2 separate regions of the Ovis aries genome follow, and region 1 is linked to region 2. A link is a contact called in public Hi-C data. All regions are on one chromosome and are shown on one strand. The core of a region is the stretch at or near the end of the contact, and the rest is flanking DNA. Distances in the headings are between cores, read along the strand shown.

Region 1 (2,933 bases), core at 204-2,703, 130 kb before region 2:
TAAATACTAAAGATGCATAGGGCAAGTCTCATAAAGCATATATACGGCCACGCATGTGTACTTTTGAACAGCCTGCAACCAAGAAACCAAATTAAAATTTTGCTCAAGAGCAATCAAGTATACAAAAAAGGGATATCAAAAGAAAAAAAATCCCTATTTGTCTTTTAACACACCCCACTGTGCGCAGTGACCAGGAAATAAAAAATTCTGTGTTATAATTTCTGGATAGAACAGAAGTGAGCTAAAGATGAAGTGTCAAACTAGATTTCCATCTTACCTCGCTTTCCTCCAACAGGTTCAAAGACTTTGTAACCTTTACATTAATATTGAATTATCTTTTCTTTTTTTTTCCAAAAGGGAACCTACGAAACTATTTTAAAATAAAAAGCAAGCCATGCCACTAGGCAACCTGTCTTCTCGTGGTCTATCTCATTCAAATCAGACATACCTTTCGCTTTGCCTTTACTGAATAAAAGTTTAACTTTGATTTGGAAGACAACGTACCCATTATTAGCCGTCTGACACTTTGCAGGTCATAGAGTCTATCAGTTCAATTCGCTGATTATGACCGCTCACTAAGAAAGCTTGCCATTACCGCTTATTTTATAAGCGTTGGCAATACCTAGAAATACAGCAAGGCTGGTGAATAAGGAGTCGAGGGGCGGGGGAAGAGGGAGCGAGGGAGGAAGGCAGTCACCACCTCAAATCCACGCCGGACTGGGAACCTCCAGTCCACAGCGCGATCCCCTGCCTTCCCCAAAGTGGACCCGTTACATTTTCCCAGACCCTCTCTCCGCCCCAACACCCACCCCCGATAACCCAACACAGCACTCACCCTTCAGCGAAGTCGGCACCCGGTCCAGCTCCGAGACGGGTCGGGGTGGCAGCGAGGGAGGGGACGTCTGGGCTGTGGGCGGGGGGTGTCGGTGCGTCACTAGAGTGCAGGACGGTGAGTTCGAGGGGTGGGAGCGGAGCGGAGCAGGGAAATCAAGTCACTGCCGAAAAGGGACGAGGAGCAACGGGGGGATGGAGGGGAAAGCCCCTTCCCTAAAATAAGCCCACCGGCCCCTGCGACCCCCTGCCCCAGGAAGGGAAAATAAAATCCGGGGAAATAAAAAGACTGACAAATAAACCTCTAAAACGATGAGAAGCAAGGATCAGACTTTAATTTAAAGGGGGGAGACTGAGCGAGGGCTGGAGGGGTGACTGAAGTGGCTCTAGGTCTATCCCATGCCTTTGCAGTCCCCAAACGGAGGAGGAGGCTGGCTGAGGGGAAGTTGCAGCGGCTCCCGAGAAGGAGGCGGAGGAGGCGGAGGAGGAGGTTACACCGTAACAAGTACAGACAGACAGCCATGGATCAGAGGGGCGCTGCGAGCAGGGGCGGCCGCGGCGGGGCGAGCGGCCGCGGCAGCAGCACCGCCTGCTCGGCTAGCTCAAGACATTTAATTGGATTGATGGGTTGTGCAGTGACTCACAGACTTTACAGAGTCGTAAAGCAGTCCCCGCCCAGCTGGACAGGGGAGATGCGGTGCGGACGGCAAGGGAAAGGGGGGCTGTGAAAGAGCCGGGAGGGGAGGAGGCGAGTGAGAGGGCGAGGCGTTGGGAGGGGCGGGGAGCGGAACGGAATCACCCAATGCCGAAGCCCGCCGCTCCGACGGGCGTGGGCGTCGGCCAATGACGGTGCTGCTCGATAGGCGGCAGGCTTCGCCCCTGGCCCAATGAGTCTTCTAAGGACACTGCCGCTAACCGGGAGGGGGGGAAGTGGAGTGGGGGGTGGGGAGTGGTGGGTGGACGTTGAAGTAGGGAGGGAGCGGTGGAGGGAAAGATGAGGCACCGGAGACCCGCGGAGTCACTCAGCTCTCCTCGCTCCAGAAGTGCGCCTTCTGCCAATCCGAGGGCCGCATGGGGGTGATGGACGCAAGCGTGTGCCCAATGAGGAGGAGAAGGTGCCGCCCCGAGCCACAGGGGAAGGAGTGGGCGGGCCAAGGTCCTCCCCTCCCTCCGCACCCGGGTCCTCCCTCCCGCCCTGTTCAGGTCAGTCACGCAAATAACAGAGTGAGGGCTGGGGCCGTGCGGGGGGGGGGTGGGGCGGCGGAGGGGCCGCGCTGCAGAAGGCGTGACAGCGATAGGGACTGGCTGTACTGCCGACTCCGCACCGACTGGAGGAGGCGATGAAGAAAGCTGGCTCCTTACTCAGCCTTCAAGCTGCTGCCTTTGCTGCCCGGCTCTGCCTAGGAGCCCCTGCGGCCAAACCCCACTACCGAGTGGCAGACTGATTTGGAGTAAATCGGCTCAAAACTTTGCCTCCCGTCGGTGCTATGCCCACTCTCGGAGACAGCTCCGTGTGACGTCCTGTGGGGCTGTGCTCTGGGAGCCGAGGGAGCTGGACGCCAAGACCGGAGGCATTTCCCTCCTTGCTTACCTGTGTTCTGGGGAAGTCAGAGGAGGGTGTGGACAGGTTGAAACACCTCCTGAATACATAACATTTCTTTATTGGGTTTCTGGAAAAGGTACTTAACCTGACGTGAGTGAAGCTGTGTGGGCTTTGTGCGTGTAAATATCAGCTTCCTCCAGCCCTTGCTCCCGCATGCATTACTCTTTTTCTCCCGCTTCTCTGCCCACTCTCCTCACCTTGGACCCTGACACCTTGTACTCATTACTAGATCTCGCTGCTCATTCCCCGGAGCTACGGCTTTTTCTCAGTTTCTTGCCTACTGTCTAGGAATCATTGTACACACCTTAACCCTGCACGCACTTGTACTTGAAAGTAACTGGGATCACTAATGAACCTGAACAGAGGTGCCGGCAAAAGAAATACACTGGCAAAAATCCACCTTCTTAACCACAAGGTGCATTTCTGCAGGTTATTGAAATTTATGACAATTGCTTCCTATTAAAAAACCAAGGAAAGACAAATCACGTATCACATCCCT
Region 2 (2,810 bases), core at 131-2,630:
GAGAAGCCAAGATATATCAAGGGGCAGTGAGAGGCCAGGCTGGCTACAGGGGAGGAAGCAGGTGGGGAGTGGGAGGAGAAAAGTCAGCATGGTGAGAGGCCTTGAATGCCTCCCTCCAAGTCCTTTGAGTTAGTGGGTGCTGCCGATGATTATGACTCAAGGACATGATAGGTTCAAAGCAATGGTTTCAAATGATTAATATGCTTGAAGGGTTTATGTGTCTGAGTGTCCTTTACTAAGCACTGTCCCATGGGAGGACAGTTTTAGAAGCCAAAACATCTAGAAGAATCTGGGAGCCCAGGGGAGTGGGAGATCTGTCCCCTTGGATTGAGATGCAAGAAAAACCCATTATCAAGCCTTTCAGGGACCAAAATTGAGTTTCTAGTTTTGGAAGATCTTCCTGAGTAATTAAAGGTTTGCTGAGCTACACAGCAGGCACTCAACCACATGTGTTAACGAGCTGGTGCCCCGTGCCTTAGGCTTCCTTACACCTTCGCCGAAAACGCACACACATACGACCAAATTGCCTTTTTTCACCCTGTGATTGAACACAGCTTCACCAGACCCTCCACCCCACGGATACACCCTAGATCCAGCCCCTTGCCTTCCCAGCCCCCTCCACCCAATTCCATTGTCAGAGCGGAACAAAAGGCCCAAGGCATCCTGGGTTAAAGGATTTTAACTCTGCCAGCCCCAGGAGGCTCCAACAAGAAGCAGTTTCCTGCAGGAGGAAAGTGACTGAGAAATCTCCCCAGGGGACAGGGGATTTTTTTTTTTCTTTTTTCTTTTTTTTTTCTGGTCTGAAAAACAGAATCTAGCTGTCAATCAGACACCTTCCCCGCTCGCCGCCGCCGCCCCGGCCCCCACTCCAGGATTAGGAGCTTTCTCTTCTAGACACCTTCCCTCAACCAAACGCATCTTCAAGTCTCTTGCCTAGGACTTGTATTTGTGGCGGTCAGGCTCCCACCCAAACCGGCGGGGCCATCCCCGCCACCCCCATCAGACTGGACTCTCTCTCTGCGCCCCTCCTCGTCTTCCTACCGCTGCTTCCCCGCCTTCACCCTGTGCGGGTACAGCTGCCCCGCGCGCCATGGTCGTCCATACCCCCGTGCCCCCGGCCCATCCCCATCCCCGCCTGCGAGCCTCCGCTCCCGGGGCGCCGCCGGGCGGGAAGCCGGGGCTCGCCGCCTGCTCCGGACCCCGGCTGGCTCCTCCGTGGTCCCGCGCGGCACCCTCTTCGGCCACCAGCTTCTGAACTTGGCCGGAGACGAACCGGTGCTCTGGAGCGGAAAGCTGCGGGCTGGTGGGTTGCTGGCGAGAGCATTTACAGGGCCGAGGTTCGGTGGGTTTGTGTCCACGTGCCTCTGCCCTAACCGGCGAGCAGCGTCCGGAGAGCCCCTGCTGGCTGCTCTGCCCTGGTCCCAGAGGCTTCTGGAACAAAACTGCATTTCGTGTAAAACCCCTTTTGCTTATTCTGGAACTAAAGTATGCATTTTTGTTGTTGTTGTTCTTGAGTTTTTCACGTAGAAGAGATACCGGGTAAATTGGAAACATGTTGGGAAAGGAGTGAGCAATCAATGCTGGCATTTAAACAACACAAAATTGCCCTCGCCAGGCCACACGCCCAGGCGGCCGCGGCGCTCCCGGCGACAGAGCAGCGCCCTCTGGTGGCCGTGCGGTGTGTGTGTGTGGGGGGATCGGTCGCCCCCACCCCCAGGCTCCGAGGCCGGGCGGTCTCGAGAGCGGCTTCCCCAAGTCTGGGAAACACTGGGGCAACTTGGCAGGAAGGGAATTCAAGGTGAGCGTCGCCAGGGTGCTGGGAAATGCTTTTTGTGGTTTCAGGCTTGGGCCCAGGCCCAGAGCCCCGGGAAGGGTCTAACTTAAAAGAAAAACTCTTGTCCCATTCTCAAAGGCTGCTTGAAATTGTATGGATACAGCACCATCCCTTACCTGAAAGATTTGATTCTTTTTAAAATCCTCAAAGCGTTCGAGAAGGGTGATTTTTAAAACGTGGGCAAGTGAAATCACCACTATCATCACCAAAAAGCGTGATTACACCATAATATGTAGATTTTACATGCTGGTGACATTTACCAAGTATCATTAAATCCTTTTTCCCCTGCTTTAATCCCAGGGGCATCCTTTTGTAGTCTGAACAGCAGTGTTCTTTTAGCCCCCGCCTCCTCTCAGTGGCCATTCCCTCTATTGCAGTTTGCCCCAAGTTTTCTTGTTCCTTGTATGAATACATCCTAAAGGTTTTTCCCCTTTTCTTGCTTTTCCTTATTCTTGTATCTGCTGCTTGTGGTTAGGCTCACACAGTTTATTGTCTGGATCAGAGCTACTTTCACGGGAACAGCCGGAGCTTGGCGTCGGTGGTGCCCAGAATACCAGGTTCACAGACTGCCTTGGGTTCTCTCTGCCCTACAGCAACACCAGCATGTCTGCCAAGAGGTGGCCGCCTCACGCTGACTGCAGACATGCCCACCCCCTTCACCCCCGCACACATACACACACAGGAGCAGACCACTGCTTCAGCTTCCTGTCTCTCTGGAGTTTCTCTCCGGAGAGTTTGGCCCCTCCCCTGCCTGGGGGAAGCCAGAAGAGGTGAGGGTGCTGGGTTTCTGAGGAGCCAGGCAGGTGCTCCCCTGCCCCGCTCCCTTTCCTCCGAATCTCTTTTCCCTGCCTGAGGGGTTTCCACTTACCTATACTATCTGGTGGGAATTCCTCCAACTTCATACCTTCCTTCTCTTTGGGGTATTTTCTGCTGTATCTATTGCTACACACAAGCCACCCAGTGGCTGAAAACAAGA

What was found. Hi-C and Micro-C count contacts between places; a contact is called where the count stands out from the background.
Region 1: a contact with region 2 is called in a Hi-C map of hypothalamus, with 4 times the contacts expected there. The contact joins the promoter of SERTAD2 here to the enhancer-like site in region 2. A contact is called at or near these places in 4 of 16 Hi-C or Micro-C datasets (blood, hypothalamus, muscle and 1 more).

Annotation. Positions count from the first base shown.
Region 1 is chr3:43,567,501-43,570,433 of ARS-UI_Ramb_v3.0, reverse strand. SERTAD2 (SERTA domain containing 2) reads right to left here and starts at 1,453. Exons shown (of 2, transcript XM_027966694.2): 1 at 836-1,453. It overlaps LOC105608150 (a long non-coding RNA gene), which reads left to right and starts at 1,794. Exons shown (of 2, transcript XR_006059156.2): 1 at 1,794-2,034.
Region 2 is chr3:43,438,126-43,440,935 of ARS-UI_Ramb_v3.0, reverse strand. It overlaps the pseudogene LOC101118177. Among named protein-coding and RNA genes, the nearest start is that of SLC1A4, 100 kb to the right of the region's middle. Within about 2 kb of position 1,380, at least 31 of the 54 cell types and tissues checked have an H3K27ac peak or open chromatin away from gene starts, as enhancers often do. A contact at or near this core is called in hypothalamus and muscle, where this site is marked.